3 separate regions of the Mus musculus genome follow, and all the other regions are linked to region 1. The links are chromatin contacts, called in public HiChIP or PLAC-seq maps. All regions are on one chromosome and are shown on one strand. Each heading gives the region's core, a stretch centred on a gene start, on an enhancer-like site or on the middle of the called end of the contact. The rest is flanking DNA. Distances are from core to core; before and after follow the strand shown.

Region 1 (4,881 bases), core at 1,534-4,033:
CCTTAATCCACTTAGATTTGACCTTAGTACAAGGAGATAGGAATGGATCAATTCGCAACCTCCAGTTGTGCCAGCATCTTTTGTTGAATATGCTGTCTTTTTTCCACTGGATGGTTTTACCTCGCTTGTCAAAAATCAAGTGACCATGGGTGTGTGGGTTCATTTCTGGGGCTTCAATTCTATTCCATTGGTCTACTTGTCTGTCACTATACCAGTACCATGCAGTTTTTTGTTTTTTGTTTTTTGTTTTTTTTTTTTTTTTTTTTTTATCACAATTGCTCTGTAGTACAGCTTTAGGTCAGGCATGTTGATTCCACCAGAGGTTCTTTTATCCTTGAGAAGAGTTTTTGCTATCTTAGGATTTTTGTTATTCCAGATGAATTTGCAGATTGCCCTTTCTAATTCGTTGAAGAATTGAGTTGGAATTTTGATGGGGATTGCATTGAATCTGTAGATTGCTTCTGGCAAGATAGCCATTTTTACTATATTGATCCTGCCAATCCATGAACATGGGAGATCTTTCCATCTTCTGAGATCTTCTTTAATTTCTTTCTTCAGAGACTTGAAGTTCTTATCATACAGATCTTTCACTTCCTTAGTTAGAGTCATGCCAAGGTATTTTATATTATTTGTGACTATTGAGAAGGGTGTTGTTTCCCTAATTTCTTTCTCAGCCTTTTTATTCTTTGGATAGAGAAAGATCATTGACTTGTTTGAGTTAATTTTTTATCTAGCTATTTCATTGAAGCTGTTTATCAGGCTTAGGAGTTCTCTGGTGGAATTTTTGGGGTCACTTATATATACTATCATACCATCTGCAAAAAGTGATATTTTGACTTCTTCCTTTCCAATTTGTATCCCCTCATCTCCTTTTGTTTTCGAATTGCTCTGGCTAGGACTTCAAGTACAATGTTGAATAGGTAGGGAGAAAGTGGGCAGCCTTATCTAGTCCCTGATTTTAGTGGGATTGCTTCCAGCTTTTCACCATTTACCAACATCTGACCTTTTTTCTACCTTGCTTCACTCAAAATATGGACCAGGATACAAGGCAGTTCAGTCCAATGAATGGCTTCATTCAAGGCATGTCTTTTTCTCTGTATTTTTAATAGAATAGAATCACATAATTTCCCCATTCCTTTTAATGTGCAGTCTAGCCCAGCCTCCCATGTTCCAGTAGAGGAGGCTGATGACTAGAAAGGTGCCATGGCTTCTACTCAGCATCTTTACCTACAGGATGAGATGTTGGTTATAGAATGCTTAGGGGCTCTCCCAGCTCTCATACTTCAAGCTCTTCAATAAGAGCAAACACAAGAAAACTAAGTTCACAAATTCTAAGACACTCTTGTTTGCTCTTTTCTCATCACCTCCATCTAAGCCAATAACAACTCCTATTTATTTTGTTCCAAAGTACAATTCATTCTGTCCTCCTCTTTCCTATAGCTAGATTTCCTTCTGTGTATAAGATACCCCATCTTCAAATGAACAGTGAAAATGGATCCTAACTTGTTCCCAACTGTCAGTCTATCCCTCCTACTACTCACATGACTGTGGCAACCTAAATTGGATGGTCTGATTAGAATTTTAACCACTGCAAAACTTCTTTGCAAACTCCCATCAGCAAGTTTCTGTAGAACTTTCCTTGACCTGCCCAATCCCCATCGTCTTCCTCGAGTCTTCTTTTTGATGACACATGAGGGTATCTGAAAGAGGGAGGGATTAAGAAACTCAGAGACTGAAGGATAAAGCCAAGTCTTCAAGATCTGAATGAAAGGAAAGCTCCTGGCTGAGGGACCCAGAGGAGAAACTGTTTAGAGGTGATATCTTGGTAGCCTAGTGTTGCATAACATATTACATAAGACATGTATTGTGTTGAGGTTTCTTCCATACCCCTATGCTAACACTCAGCAGGTTCCCCATATACCACACCCCATACCCCTACTGTAACACTCAGCAGGTTCAAGCCTCTCTAGTGCTGCCTCTGTGCCTTTGTATGCATAGCAACCGCTAGCCTTTTGAAGCTCCTAGGAATTTAAACTCTAGAAACTCTTCTCCTTCAAGCTAACACCTTTCAGGAATCCTCAACTCAGAACCTAGTGACTTGCTTCTCACGAACAGAGCATGCCATGCACAGGTGATGGAATATCACACACAAAGTCAGGATATAAAAGACAGTAGCCCCCATTGTGGTGACTTACTCCTTTTGCTTTCTTTCTTGCTCTGATGAAGGAAACATCCATGCTACAAGCTGCCACTTGCTCAGAGCAAAAACTATACTGGTAAGGACATATATGCCTATCCCCCAGTTTAACCTAAAGAAGGTAAATTTTGCCGCCAAGAGTATGAACAAGCTCAAAGCCATACCATCTTTCCATCCCAAAGCCATTTCAGCCACTAAGTGGCAAGAGCCCAGCCAATGTCTTCATTTCAGCTTCAAAGAAACCCTGATCCAGAGCTTCCAGCTAAGTCATGCTGGCATTTCTGACACCAAGAAACTGCAACACAATAAATGCCTTAAAATAATGTGCTATCCAATAATAGACTACCAAGACACTACCTCCAAACATTTTTCTCTTCTTGGTCCCTTAGCCAGGAGCTCTCTGCATTCAAATCTGGAAGAACTGGTTCCATCCTCCAGTCTCACAGTTTCTGAATCCCTCCCTTTCTCAGAGACCCTCCCCTGCCCAACACCATTCCTAACCCATCACTCTGCTATATTAGCTTAATCCTTTTTCAATCAATGGGGAACTTTCTCCCATCATATATGCAGAGGCTGCATAAGAAACTTTCCCTGACAAGTTCATACCTATGATGTTCAGAACCAAAATTAGAGCATGACACGTAAGACCCTGTCAATAACCACGTGTTATACAAATAAGCAACAAATTATATTTGAAAGTAATTGCAAAGGAGAGATCGAAGAATGCAAAGATTAAACATGATGCTTTGTAAAGCTTACGAAAGACACCAGGATTTGTTCACTTGACTCATCCCATCTATCAGAGAAGATTGAATTTTGAAGTGACCCCAGGGTTGTTTGTTCCTTTCGAAGATCACCTTAAGACTTCGTAATTTCTTTGCTTGAGTTTCCTGCAGATTTCAGCTGAATTTTAAGGCGACAAAAACCCACATCCTCTTCCTTCTGGTTTCCTCCCCCTCTTTTTTCCTCCTGTATAAATCCACCACCCAGTTTAATGCACTCCCCTCCCATGTGAAGAATATTCAAGAAGTTGTCAAAGTTACAAAACTTTTAAGGCAACATAATTACATTTATGTGTCCAACACTCAAAAAAAGACCAAGCTCTTCAGAAATCCATGTGTTTTCTTGTAATTATGGAGAAATTTCTAGGCTTAGAGTAGACTGCCAACTTGTGAAAACATATTCTTTTACAAGGCTGGTTTCTTCTTTCCTGTTTTCATTTAGTCTGTAGCTTAAGGCAGTCGACTGAACTATATTCCCAGACTACAACTGCAAACAGAAAGTACAGAATTATCTCCTTTAAAAGGAAAAAATCTGAGGAATTCATGTTTGCTCTCTTCTTGATCTTAACATAGAAATGAGAGAAAACATTAGTTCAACACCAAAATGATGGAAAGAGGGAGAAATTATCAAAATGGTTCAACACCTTTCCATGGTCATTTTTCAGGTAACATTTGTTAAAATTATACAAAATATTATCAAGCACACTTATCATATAATACCAACATTAACATAAAACTCCTTTGGATTTAGATGTGCAACAAAAGAATAATATTTAAATATTATTACTTACTTGAAGCACTAAGGAAAATACTTCTGATAAGAGTAAATGAGATTCATTCAAGTAGATGATAGGATTTCAAGCCTACTTTTATTGTTGACATTTTCTAACAAGAACTTTGTCTTTGCTAACTCTTTTTCTGTCCTTTGTACTGCAGGCTCTTCTTTCCTCTCTATTATCCTCCAAAGGAAAGGTCATTCATGCCAACTATATTTCTATAAGGTGTGATCAGAATAGTTAGTAAGGAATTGCTGAAACGTGAAGGTAGTGAACATTTAAGTGAGTTTCTTTCTTGCTTAGTATAGTTTCCAATCCCTCTCTGTTACTGTGAGTCTATGTCATGAGCAAAGAAGAGAGGGAATTAAAAAGAATGTAACAAAAAGATTAGAGGAGAGGAATAAAGGTTATATGTGAGATATGATATGATGGAGATATGACTGGTCTGGGATAAATAGAAATTTTAGAAATTCATGTGTAGGGGTGGAGAGATGGCGAAATGTTTAAGAGCACTTGATGTTCTTTCAGAAGAGTGGGGTTTGCTCTCCAGCTCCCACCTAGGATTGCAAATAGCTATAATTACAGTTTCAGAAGATCCCTAGTTCTCTTCTGAATTACAATGGTCCATATACACACACAAACATAATGTGTACATGTGCACATATGCCACATATACAATCAATCAATCAATCAATCAATCAATCTTGTGATGTATATTTGTAATATTTTAAATACCCTAATAATGAGAAGAAATGTTAAGAAAAATATCACAATTGGTTTTGAATAGAATTACACTTAACAATTTTTGAAGATTATGTCTAAAGCTCTCATATTCCCTAATAATTATATGTTTCCAATGAAGTAGAGAGCCTTTACCATAATAGCAGTCAAGACTAGACTGCAGAGATCCCTGGATTATAATAATGGCATCAAAGAAGGGACTAAGACATGAGACTATTCTACCCATCGAAACCCGAGCACTAATTATTTCTCCACAATGAGAGTATGGCTCATTTATATTTTGTTGTTTATATTTGTCTGGATTTTCCCATGAAATTTTTTACACAAAAATTACATTGCTTAAAAATATATATGTTTCAATGGGAAAAAAATATTTCAACAAGTA
Region 2 (4,881 bases), core at 1,362-3,861, 230 kb before region 1:
CCTTTAGTGTGCACCAATGCTTGGTTCAACAGAAAGTAGTAACCTTGAACCCTAGCCCTTGTCCATTTCTCTTCATGAAGTCGATTGCCTCCCCTGTCAAATGTGTATAGTAACTGCTCTCCTAAAACAGCCACTATAAGCATCCAATAGCCATGAACTGATAGGGCATGTAAAAGTTCTGAATTGTGTGGAAATAGGAAAGATGCCTTAACTGTGGGTCTTCCTTTATGTGACACAGCATGCTTGCTGCCCAAAATATTGTTTAGTGAACAAACATATAAAAAGGAGGAAACTTCAAAGTAAATATTTTAAATGGTAATATAAACTATTTGGTGATAAAAGGGAAATAGATCAGGAGAGATTTCTTTCATGTGCGTGCCATACAGATTCCAAGGAAGGGAGAAGAAAAGCCACCGGATGGAGTGGGTGGGAGATGGAGGCTAGAAGCAAGACAGAGAGAGAACAATTGTAGAGAACAACTACCCCTCCACCCTTTCTGCATCTCAGCCCCACCCATCTCCACTTTTATGACATATGGCAAACAGTAGTACCTTTAGTAACCAACAGGGGATGGCCCTCCTATGACCTTGTTGACACTGTTGTGCTCAGCCCTACATAGTTAGAGAAAAACAGGCTACCAGTGAGGCAAGGTAGTCTTATCTTCTTACCCCAGATTTGGTAGCCATGAGACCTCAATTGCTAAACATGTGATGAATTTGGAATTGTTTGCTTAGTACAGTTGTTTTCAAAGAGGTTCTCAGAATTGTAAGCCTCAGACTCTACATATCTGAGGGTAACTATAAACCTCTATCTTGCTGCCCCCATCTCTGAAATACTAAGATAACAGGCATGAGACCTTGTTCGACTTGTTTGATTCTTTTTAATACTAAAGAAGGCCACAGTCTTCACATATTTTTTTTTAATTTCAAACTAGCTACTAACTTTAGAGTAAAACTCCAAACGCTGTAACAAGCTTCCACCAGATCAGTGCCCCCAGAGTGACTCAGAGAGTTTCCCTGTAAGGCTAGGGTTCAGCTTCACAACTACAGTCAGTCTGATGTGTTTTCAGCCACAGCATCAGATTTGGCCAGAACTCCTGTGATCCCAGGGGACTTGGGGAAGTGGGTATGTAAGGAAGCAAGGACAGGAACATACAGATAACCTTTGCTAGGCTCCTGATACTTTGCAGGAAATGCAGTCATCTTCACCCGCTTGTCATAACCTGTGGAGTGGAGATGGAGATAAAATCTTGTTTTGTTTTGCTTTGTTTTATTTTTGTGAGTTTTAAAACTAGATTGACCTCTGGGACTCTCTATGTATCCCAAGATGGCTTTGAATTCTGGGTGATTATCTGGCCTCAGCCTCTCAAGTGCTGATATGACAAGGGTCAGCTACTTAGACTCTCCTAAGGAAAAGTCTTTGGGTTCCAGGTATCATGGGATCTTAAGAAGCAAGTTTCAGGCAGTCAGGTAATGAATACCAAAGTTGCCTATCAAAACATGTTTGAAGAAGAAAATGCAGTCATTTGAGATTTGAGTCAATTTGAGATTCCTTTCTTTTTCATTTTCTCTATGAAGGTTATAGAGATTCCACTTTCTTACCTGCCACATTATGTTCTTCCAGAGAAATGATTTGTCCCATGACATGGAAAAACAATGTTAATCATAAAAAGGAGGCTGCCTGTACCTAGCTGGAAAATTATTACATGAAAAGATCTGTAGGTGTCCCTACTTTTGTTGTCTCAAAATGATCACCTCTTGGGGTTCAATGTTTCCCACCATGAAAACCCCACTGAAAACAGAAACTAGAAAAAATGAACTAGAGGGAAAAATATCTATTTGAATTTTTCTTCTGGTGAACTGACTTTTGTTTTTAGCTATTTTAGGACATTTTCTTGGTAGCTGAAGCATAGCAAACCGATTTGTGTTTCTTTCCCATAGAGACCAAATGTCTTCGAACAACCCCTGAAATGGTGCATGTTACAGGGCATGTACTGCAAAACATTAAAATCAGGGAATAAGAGTTTCAGGGATAGAAGAGGCAGAGGTAGCATCTCCGTTGGAGATAGAGTTCTCATAAGCTATCAAGTGGGCTAAGAAGCCCATGAAGGAGAGAAGAGCCCTCTTCTCCGTGGCTTGTAATATCTAGAAGTGAGTTTGGAAAAAGCCCAGGTAACAGTGAACTGCAGGGTTGATTTTATGAGAACCATGGTCTTTCAGGCAGTGAGGAACTGAGCAAGGTGCATAAACTATCAGATTACTGAGCAGGGAGCTGGAACGAATGTCAGGAGGATGTCTGAGATAGCTCTGACTAACAATAGGTGATGGTTTTTAATTCATGTTTAGAAGACTAGGAAACTATGGTTCAGAGAGGTTATGCATCCTTTCAGCGTTCAAAAGGTATCTCTAGTAGTGAACTTCAGATCACTGCCCATGGAAATGAATCTTTTTTTTCCATTGCTTCACATTGCCCCTCCACTTGTGTGTAAGGGACATGTCATGTGTACTTTGGTCAAGCCTCCAGAAGCTGCGGAAAACACAGGGATTCCCCAGCTACACACCCACCTTCGAAGGGCCTGCTTCAAAGCTGTAGCAGATCATTACCCCTGGGACTTTAGAACTTCCTAATTCAGAGAAATGAAAGCAAAATGACTCACTTTGCATACCTGTACCCAGAACAGAGTGAAACGAAAATGCTGCACCCATTTTCATCTGTAGCCAGATATTTTTAAATACTCCTTTTTGACCCAACACAAAACTAAAACATAGCAACAAAGAAAATAGGCAATAAAGATCACATTTTAAAATTATGATTCTGCAATTACAAAGTTATCATAAGTATTTTGCCATTACAGCCAAGTCAGCAGATTTTCTTTTTCTCTAGTAAGCTAGATGACAGATGTCTTAGTCTCTGAGACCTGTTGTCTTCCATGATAGATTTCAGTCCTGTTATTCTAGCATGAAATGCTCTGTAACTGGTGCATGAGACTGAGAGTGACTCTACTGCATTTACAAGCAGATGACAAAGGTAGAGTTGGCCTGTGGGCCACTATTTGCCATTCTTCAATAGAAAGACTTAAAACTATTTTCTATATGTATAATATCAGATATCCAATACCACATTATGTCTTTTTTTACCTTCATTTATAGCATATCTGTTCTTTAACAGTTTATTCCTGATTCCCATGTGGAAAAATTTTCCTTTCTCCATCCAAACAAGGACACTGAATTGCCTCTACTTTGATCTACAGGTCTAACTTGATAAGGACCAGGATGTTTTAGGTGATGGGAAGCTAAACACAGGATGCTCAAGGCTCTCAGCCCTCTTATCCTTCACTTACTCAGGCCAGATGGCCCTCCTCACCATTCTCAGCTCAGGCCCAGCTCCAAGCAGAAGGCAGGAGTGGAACCCATTATCTTTCCCACTGTCTGTTCCCACTTCCTGTGCTCCTCTCATCTGGATGGAATGTGAGTCCTCTGACTTCCTGTTTCTCTGCTTACAGAAGCTCCTAAATGTCACTTTCAGCTTAACCTTCTTTCTGCTTTTTTTTTTCCCCTCACTTTTATTTCAAACCTTTGACTGATAACATTTTATTGGGTAAACATAAGTTTTAATGAGCTTTGCTTACTTAAGACTTCCCATCCTGTGGCTCTTTGTTAAGTTACCTGGTCAGAGACAGGCAGTTTACGGGAATATGTAAAGAAGCCAGGAGCTTTGTGGGGAATAGGGACCAATAGGGTCTGTGGTGTAGACAGTCAAATTCAGATTTCCAACAACTTACTAGCCAAAGAAGTCTAGTAATAAGTTAGTATGGATTAAGTTTACTTAGTATCTTTCAGTTGCAATACTGCATTTAGCTAATTTATTACTTCAGCCAAGTGTGTTATTTTTATTCTTCCAAGATATAGGATCAGACAGATTAGGCACAACTTGCGGCTATGTTCCTGATTAAGTATAAGACCTAGAAAAGTTGATGTCCTCTATAAACCTCCATCTCATCTGTAAAATGGAACTAATCCTGTGTATCTTATGGATCTGAGAGGTAAATAGGACTCTTAATGCCCATTTTAAATGCCATCTCCTTCTCTTTTCCCCTGCCACTGCCACAGACTTGGCTCTGACTGAAACTATGTTATCACAAGTCTACTAGTGTTAACCCCTGCTGAAAGATACCCCAGGACTTCACAGCATGCCTTTCAAAATCTTCACTGCTTCCTCCTTCTGCCAACTGAGAGGGTAACCCACTTCCCCGTCTTCTAATCTAGTTTCCAATACATGCATCCTCTAGTTCTTACCCACGGTCTTTGGATTTTTCTCAGCTGTCCTTTTCTCTCCTATATTCCTAATCACGTGGGGCTCAGAATAATCTCTGCAATATTGCTTCTCTACCAACATCATTCTAACACTGTTCAGAGAACACACATTTCACTCTTACTTCCTTGGGGTACATCAGTCCTCAGAACAGTTTAGGTCTCAAAGATCTCCCAACTGCTTGATGGACAGTGTACACAGCCAACGAGAGGCAGTCCTCAAGAGAGATATTGTGTTCACATCCCTTCTCCCTCCGTTTTTTACTTTGTAGTAAAAACCAAGCAAGCAGCTTTCCTTCAAGCCACACTGTGACCACCATTCCAAACAGCCAAACCAAATGACCATGGACAGAATGATCTGAGACTGTGAACTAAACAACACTATTCCTCTTTGCAAGCTGATTTTCTTTGATATATTTCCCATCAAAAGAAAGATAACTAGCTTAACTCCTTGGTAAATGTTTACTGGACTGACTTACTTGAAAAAGGAGCTGTCTTAGACATTTGAAGACAACCTGGAGCAAACAAAGCCTGCCATTCTTCTCAAGCAACTTGAATATCACTATAAATG
Region 3 (4,881 bases), core at 1,038-3,537, 130 kb before region 1:
CCCTAGAAAGCCAGAACATGAAATTGTACTTGGTTACATAAATAGAGTGTCTCTAAAGGTAAGTACAAGAAGAATTAGGATCCAGCACCAAAAAACAAATATGGACCAAGAAGGGCCTATGTGACAAGGAGATGCAAAGTAGGAGAGGCTCCAGTGACTCTCCTGTCCTTCCCCCCCCCCCAGCCTCCCTCAGCAACATCTTTCCCATAGAGCATCCCTCATTGGTTCATCCCCCACCCCCACCCCACCCCCACCCCCGCGCCCTGATGCTCTGAGTCAGCTCTCTCTGAGAACTCTTCACTTTCACTCTTTCCCACTGTCCCAGTACTGAGCCCCACCTGGGGCTTTCATGCCCCCTAAGAGAGGAAGTGAAAGGAATTGCACTTTCTACCTGGCTTGATTTCCTACTGGCAGTGAAAAGAAAAAGAAACCTATGCCCCTAGAAACTTCTTTACTTCCTGTGGTGCTGAGTCAGTGAGAAGAGAGCCCTGCTCTAAGTCTGCGGGGCAAGCAAAGCACTCGACCTACACCATCCTTTACGTGCCATGCCATAGAGTAACTTTCTTGAAATGGGCTGTATGATCCTATACAACAGGTTGAGACACTAAGAGAAAGACGAGTCATTAACTTACCTAGAAATCATGTTAGGAAAATATTGAAGACAGAAGGTAAATTCAGACAAGTTGACCTAAGTCCTCAGATTCTAAGCAGCAAAATATTTCTGCCAATATCTTTTAAAAGCACTGTTCACAGGTCTACTTGGCACCACACAGATGCAGCCTCATTATGCTACCTGCCCTCCAAGTGAAGCAGGGTACAGCCACAGAAAACTCACCTGGGAGAAGTGATTTTTGACACACCACAAGTGATAGCCGCTAACTGGCCAAATTGATGTGACAAAGGGTCTTATTAAAAATTCCTCATCTCAGGCTACAGAAATGGCATGTACCCTTTAAGAAGATCCTTAGGTAACTCGGTGAGTTTGTTAAAATGTAAGAAGCATTAACTAAACTAGTGTGTTCTGGTTATACAAATCTGGTCCCCCACTGAACTGGATCCAGAATCTAAGCACAATGCTATGCAAATACTTGAATCCCTAAAGCTTTCAAATCTCTCAACAAAAGATCTTTGGAATGAGTAAGACAAAATTAGGGTCTTAGACATGCCAATAAATTAGTAGTAGACTCAAAATAAGTCCTTGTCAAAGACCCAACACCGTCCATTTGGACAACATCCTGAGATAAACTCTACTGTCCCAAGATACCAGAGCTGTTAGGTGCTGTGGAGTATTCTATGGTAAAAGAACAAGCACTGGCTGGATGGTGGTGGCCCACGCCTTTAATCCCAGCACTCGGGAGGCAGAGGCAGGCAGATTTCTGAGTTCAAGGCCAGCCTGGGCTACAAAGTGAGTTCCAGGACAGCCAGGGCTATACAGAGAAACCCTGTCTCAAAAAAAACAAAAAAACAAAAAAACAAAACAAAACAAAACGAAAAACAAGCACTACTTTCAGACTCCTGATCCTTCAGGGAAGGCAGACAATTACACAACACCAAGACTGAGTAGATACAGGAGGCAGGAAGAGAGCAGATGATCACCAGAAGAGACCCCTGGTCCTCTGGCTTCCTAACCTATTCACCACCAATTTCTAAACTTGACTATACAAAAATTATAATAATCAACTAAGAAATATTAAAACCTAACCAAACAGCTCTGCAGATGAGACCAGGATATTGTGTGTGTGTGTGTGTGTGTGTGTGTGTGTGTGTGTGTGTGTGTGTGTGTGTTTCCACTCTGCTTTATGCGATCCTAATACAAAGCAAGTGTTAGGGTGAAAACCTGCCATTCTACTGTTCTCAGACCTGATTCTAGCAGGGGTGGGGCACGTTTTATACAAGGCATTCTCCATCCACAACCATTATGTAACTTAGTTCACGTGTCAGCCCTGTAAAATAGAAAATAACAAGAGCGAGGTATTTAGTCCATTTAATAAGTAGACAAAACCTGAACCCTAGGGAGGTAAAGTCGCAAGCCCATACTGAAAGCTCTTGGCCACGTGTCTTGTGACTTGCCCTATGTTGGTTGGAGTGGGCATGCACGTATCTGGAGCAGGATGAAAGGCAAGGACAAGCTTTGCTCTGTGCTTTCTGCTCCTCTCTGGCCTAACGGGTGGGAAGGACTTCACTAACAGGTGTTGGCCTGTTGGAATATCCCTGTTTAGGGATATGACAGTCATGAGCCCTCTGAGGTTCGGCACCTGAGAAAGAGGAAGTAGGAGCAGAGCGTGAATCAGAAGTCATGTGACCAGATACCCTTGAGCAAACTCTGTGAGAAAAGGAAGGCTGCAAATAGCTCAAGCCTTTAAGAATTTTCCTCAAAATCAATCAGGAGTCACATTCTGATCAGAAGGGCAGATAGCAGGTCGTGAGGACTGCGACATTCTGGGGTTTCATTTCTTCTCCATGCAGCCACCACAAGCTGTGTTGGACTGGTGTGAATGGGGCCCCCCTTTTACCTGAGTTTGCTTAAAAAGCAAACACGGAAACATTTGCTAAGCTCCCTTCTCTCCTGTCTCTCAAAGCAGCCCAGGAAGTAAGGTTGGCTAAAAGAGGCCTCCAGCAAACATAAACATAGACAGGAAGGCGTTCAGAGTGGGGGATGGGGAAAAAGGCCTTTCTTCCTTTCTTGAAAGAAAGAAAGAAAGAAAGAAAGAAAGAGAGAGAGAGAAAGAGAGAGAGAGAGAGAGAGAGAGAAAGAAAGAAAGAAAGGAAGGAAGGAAGGAAGGAAGGAAGGAAGAAAGAAAGAAAGAAAGAAAGAAAGAAAGAAAGAAAGAAAGAAAGAAAGAAAGAAAGAAAGAAAGAAAGGGAGGAAGGGAGGAAGGAAGGGAGGAAGGAAGGAAGGAAGAAAATCTCATCACTGTTTTTCTCCCATGCTGTACCTCAGAAATAAACTTATCTACTTGGGAATATGTCCTATGTATATTTCATTCCACTCTTGGCAGAAATAATTTTCGGTTCTCAGAATCGAGCAAGGCAGCGAATGGTGAGGGGAGGGCTGGTTGCCTCCTGCTGTGAGGAATGACACACAGAGTGGGGTACACAGGAGGGCTGACATTACACAATCCGCACATCAGCATTTCTGCTGCAGGCAGAAAGCTACTCCTGAGGGACACATGTTCTAAACTAGCAGAAAATAAATGCTGCTTTGAAATTAACCATCTCAGCCTATGACTTTTCCTGGTGAAACAGCCTCTCTGGGGTTATTTTTCAGGGTGATGTGTATGGGCACATACAGGCTACTGCATAAAGGGATTGATTTCAAAAGGTGCTGGGTCCTCATTTTCATAAATAAATAAACTCTCACTGGCCATCGGAATACGATTATATTTGGAACAAAACTCCTAAATATAGAGCCATTATCTGAAGTCACACGACCGACACCAGTCTTAAAACTTCATGTTGTCAGTTGGAAAAAGGCAAGTTTCTGGATCGAAATAGGGTTGGGAATGTGTGGCTTCTCAGCAAATATCATGGCCTCCTTTTGCTGTTTCAGGCAAGTGGGGCCAAATGACTTTCTCTGTATTAGGCAAACAAGTCTCAGTTACACACACACACACACACACACACACACACACACACACACACTCACTCACACTCATACAAAATCTTTCTCCCAGCAACTGCAACTGTTCTTGGACAAGACAAAGTGCTATTCTCAGGAGAAAAAAACAAACAAACAAACAAATAAATAAACAAACGTAAGCAGAAATTGTGGACGGAAAGGTGGTTTCTGCCATAATGCTTTTTGTAACTGATTTATTCTACCATCAACCTGACTATTTGAAAATAGAAGAGCAACATCACCTTTCTTCCTTTACCAGACACTGGCCTCATTGTGTGGACTGTAAATTATAAGGCACATCCTAGAGACATCTGAGGTGTTTCCGGATTTTGTGAGATCCTCTGTCTTACTAAGAAATAACCATATGGCAAGTAAGCTAAATGCCATGCAGTAAACACTGGAGACAAATACGGTGAAGACAAGTAAGTTAGGACTTATGAGTTTGGGTGACAGTTTCTCAACTTGATTTTCAAAGAAAAATGACATTTCAGATGAGACTTGGGAAGGAGAAGGAAGCCCAAGGACAAGTGGACTCAACCTCAAGGAAGGCTTAAGGAGTGCCCTCATAGGAGACGGCCCTTGTTCTAGGTCTTTAATGGCAGTACGGAGAACAACAAAGAGGAGAAAATATGGACACAAAATGACCCCTGGGTGCCAGCCATACCTGAGTCAGGTTAAAGGAGTCAGAGCATAATCACCTCCAGAGAAAGAATTTTCCAGGTCATAGAGGCCACCGGTCGGTAGTGAAGAAAAGAAAGGTCGACAGCATAGTTGTGCAAAGGGTGGGAAGCTGGGCAGACATTTCAAGCCATGATGCACAAGTGGAAAAAGTGAGAAATGCTGGAAAGTGAGTGAGACAGTTGGGGTATGTAGACAAGTAAGAGTTTGGAGACCACAGTTCCAAATGAGGCAAACAACAGTTCCATTATAAAACTACTAAAGACTCATACCTCACACTCTCCTGGAATGGAGAACTTCATTTGATAAAACAGGTAACTGTGGGCTAGATTTTGCCCACAGGTTATATAATTTGCCAACTGCCATTCTAAACCATAGACTGGATGTTCAGGAAAAACTACACATTCCATTGAATGAATGCATACTAAACGTGGTGTTATTCTCTCCCTCCTTCCCTCCCTCCCTCTTTCCCTCCCTTCCTCCCTCCTTCCTTCTCCTTTCTTCCACTAAGGATAGCATCCAGAGCCTTGCTCAAGCTGGTCAAGTATTCTTTCTAGCACTAAGCTATATTAAAGTCCTTGTAG

The links. HiChIP or PLAC-seq counts read pairs in DNA pulled down with a chosen protein or histone mark.
Region 2: a contact with region 1 is called in a BATF HiChIP or PLAC-seq map of CD8 T cells, with 10 read pairs. The contact joins two enhancer-like sites. A contact is called at or near these places in 1 of 484 Hi-C or Micro-C datasets (CD4 T cells) and 2 of 115 datasets of contacts at active chromatin or transcription factors (CD8 T cells and regulatory T cells).
Region 3: a contact with region 1 is called in a BATF HiChIP or PLAC-seq map of CD8 T cells, with 8 read pairs. The contact joins two enhancer-like sites. A contact is called at or near these places in 1 of 15 datasets of contacts at CTCF or cohesin (CD8 T cells) and 2 of 115 datasets of contacts at active chromatin or transcription factors (CD8 T cells and memory CD8 T cells).

The regions. Positions count from the first base shown.
Region 1 is chr15:61,667,683-61,672,563 of GRCm38.p6, forward strand. No RefSeq gene overlaps it. Among named protein-coding and RNA genes, the nearest start is that of D030024E09Rik, 100 kb to the right of the region's middle. Within about 2 kb of position 2,784, at least 13 of the 459 cell types and tissues checked have an H3K27ac peak or open chromatin away from gene starts, as enhancers often do. A contact at or near this core is called in CD8 T cells, memory CD8 T cells and regulatory T cells, where this site is marked.
Region 2 is chr15:61,439,375-61,444,255 of GRCm38.p6, forward strand. No RefSeq gene overlaps it. Among named protein-coding and RNA genes, the nearest start is that of Gm24696, 84 kb to the left of the region's middle. Within about 2 kb of position 2,612, at least 32 of the 459 cell types and tissues checked have an H3K27ac peak or open chromatin away from gene starts, as enhancers often do. A contact at or near this core is called in CD8 T cells and regulatory T cells, where this site is marked.
Region 3 is chr15:61,538,749-61,543,629 of GRCm38.p6, forward strand. No RefSeq gene overlaps it. Among named protein-coding and RNA genes, the nearest start is that of Gm24696, 180 kb to the left of the region's middle. Within about 2 kb of position 2,288, at least 70 of the 459 cell types and tissues checked have an H3K27ac peak or open chromatin away from gene starts, as enhancers often do. A contact at or near this core is called in CD8 T cells and memory CD8 T cells, where this site is marked.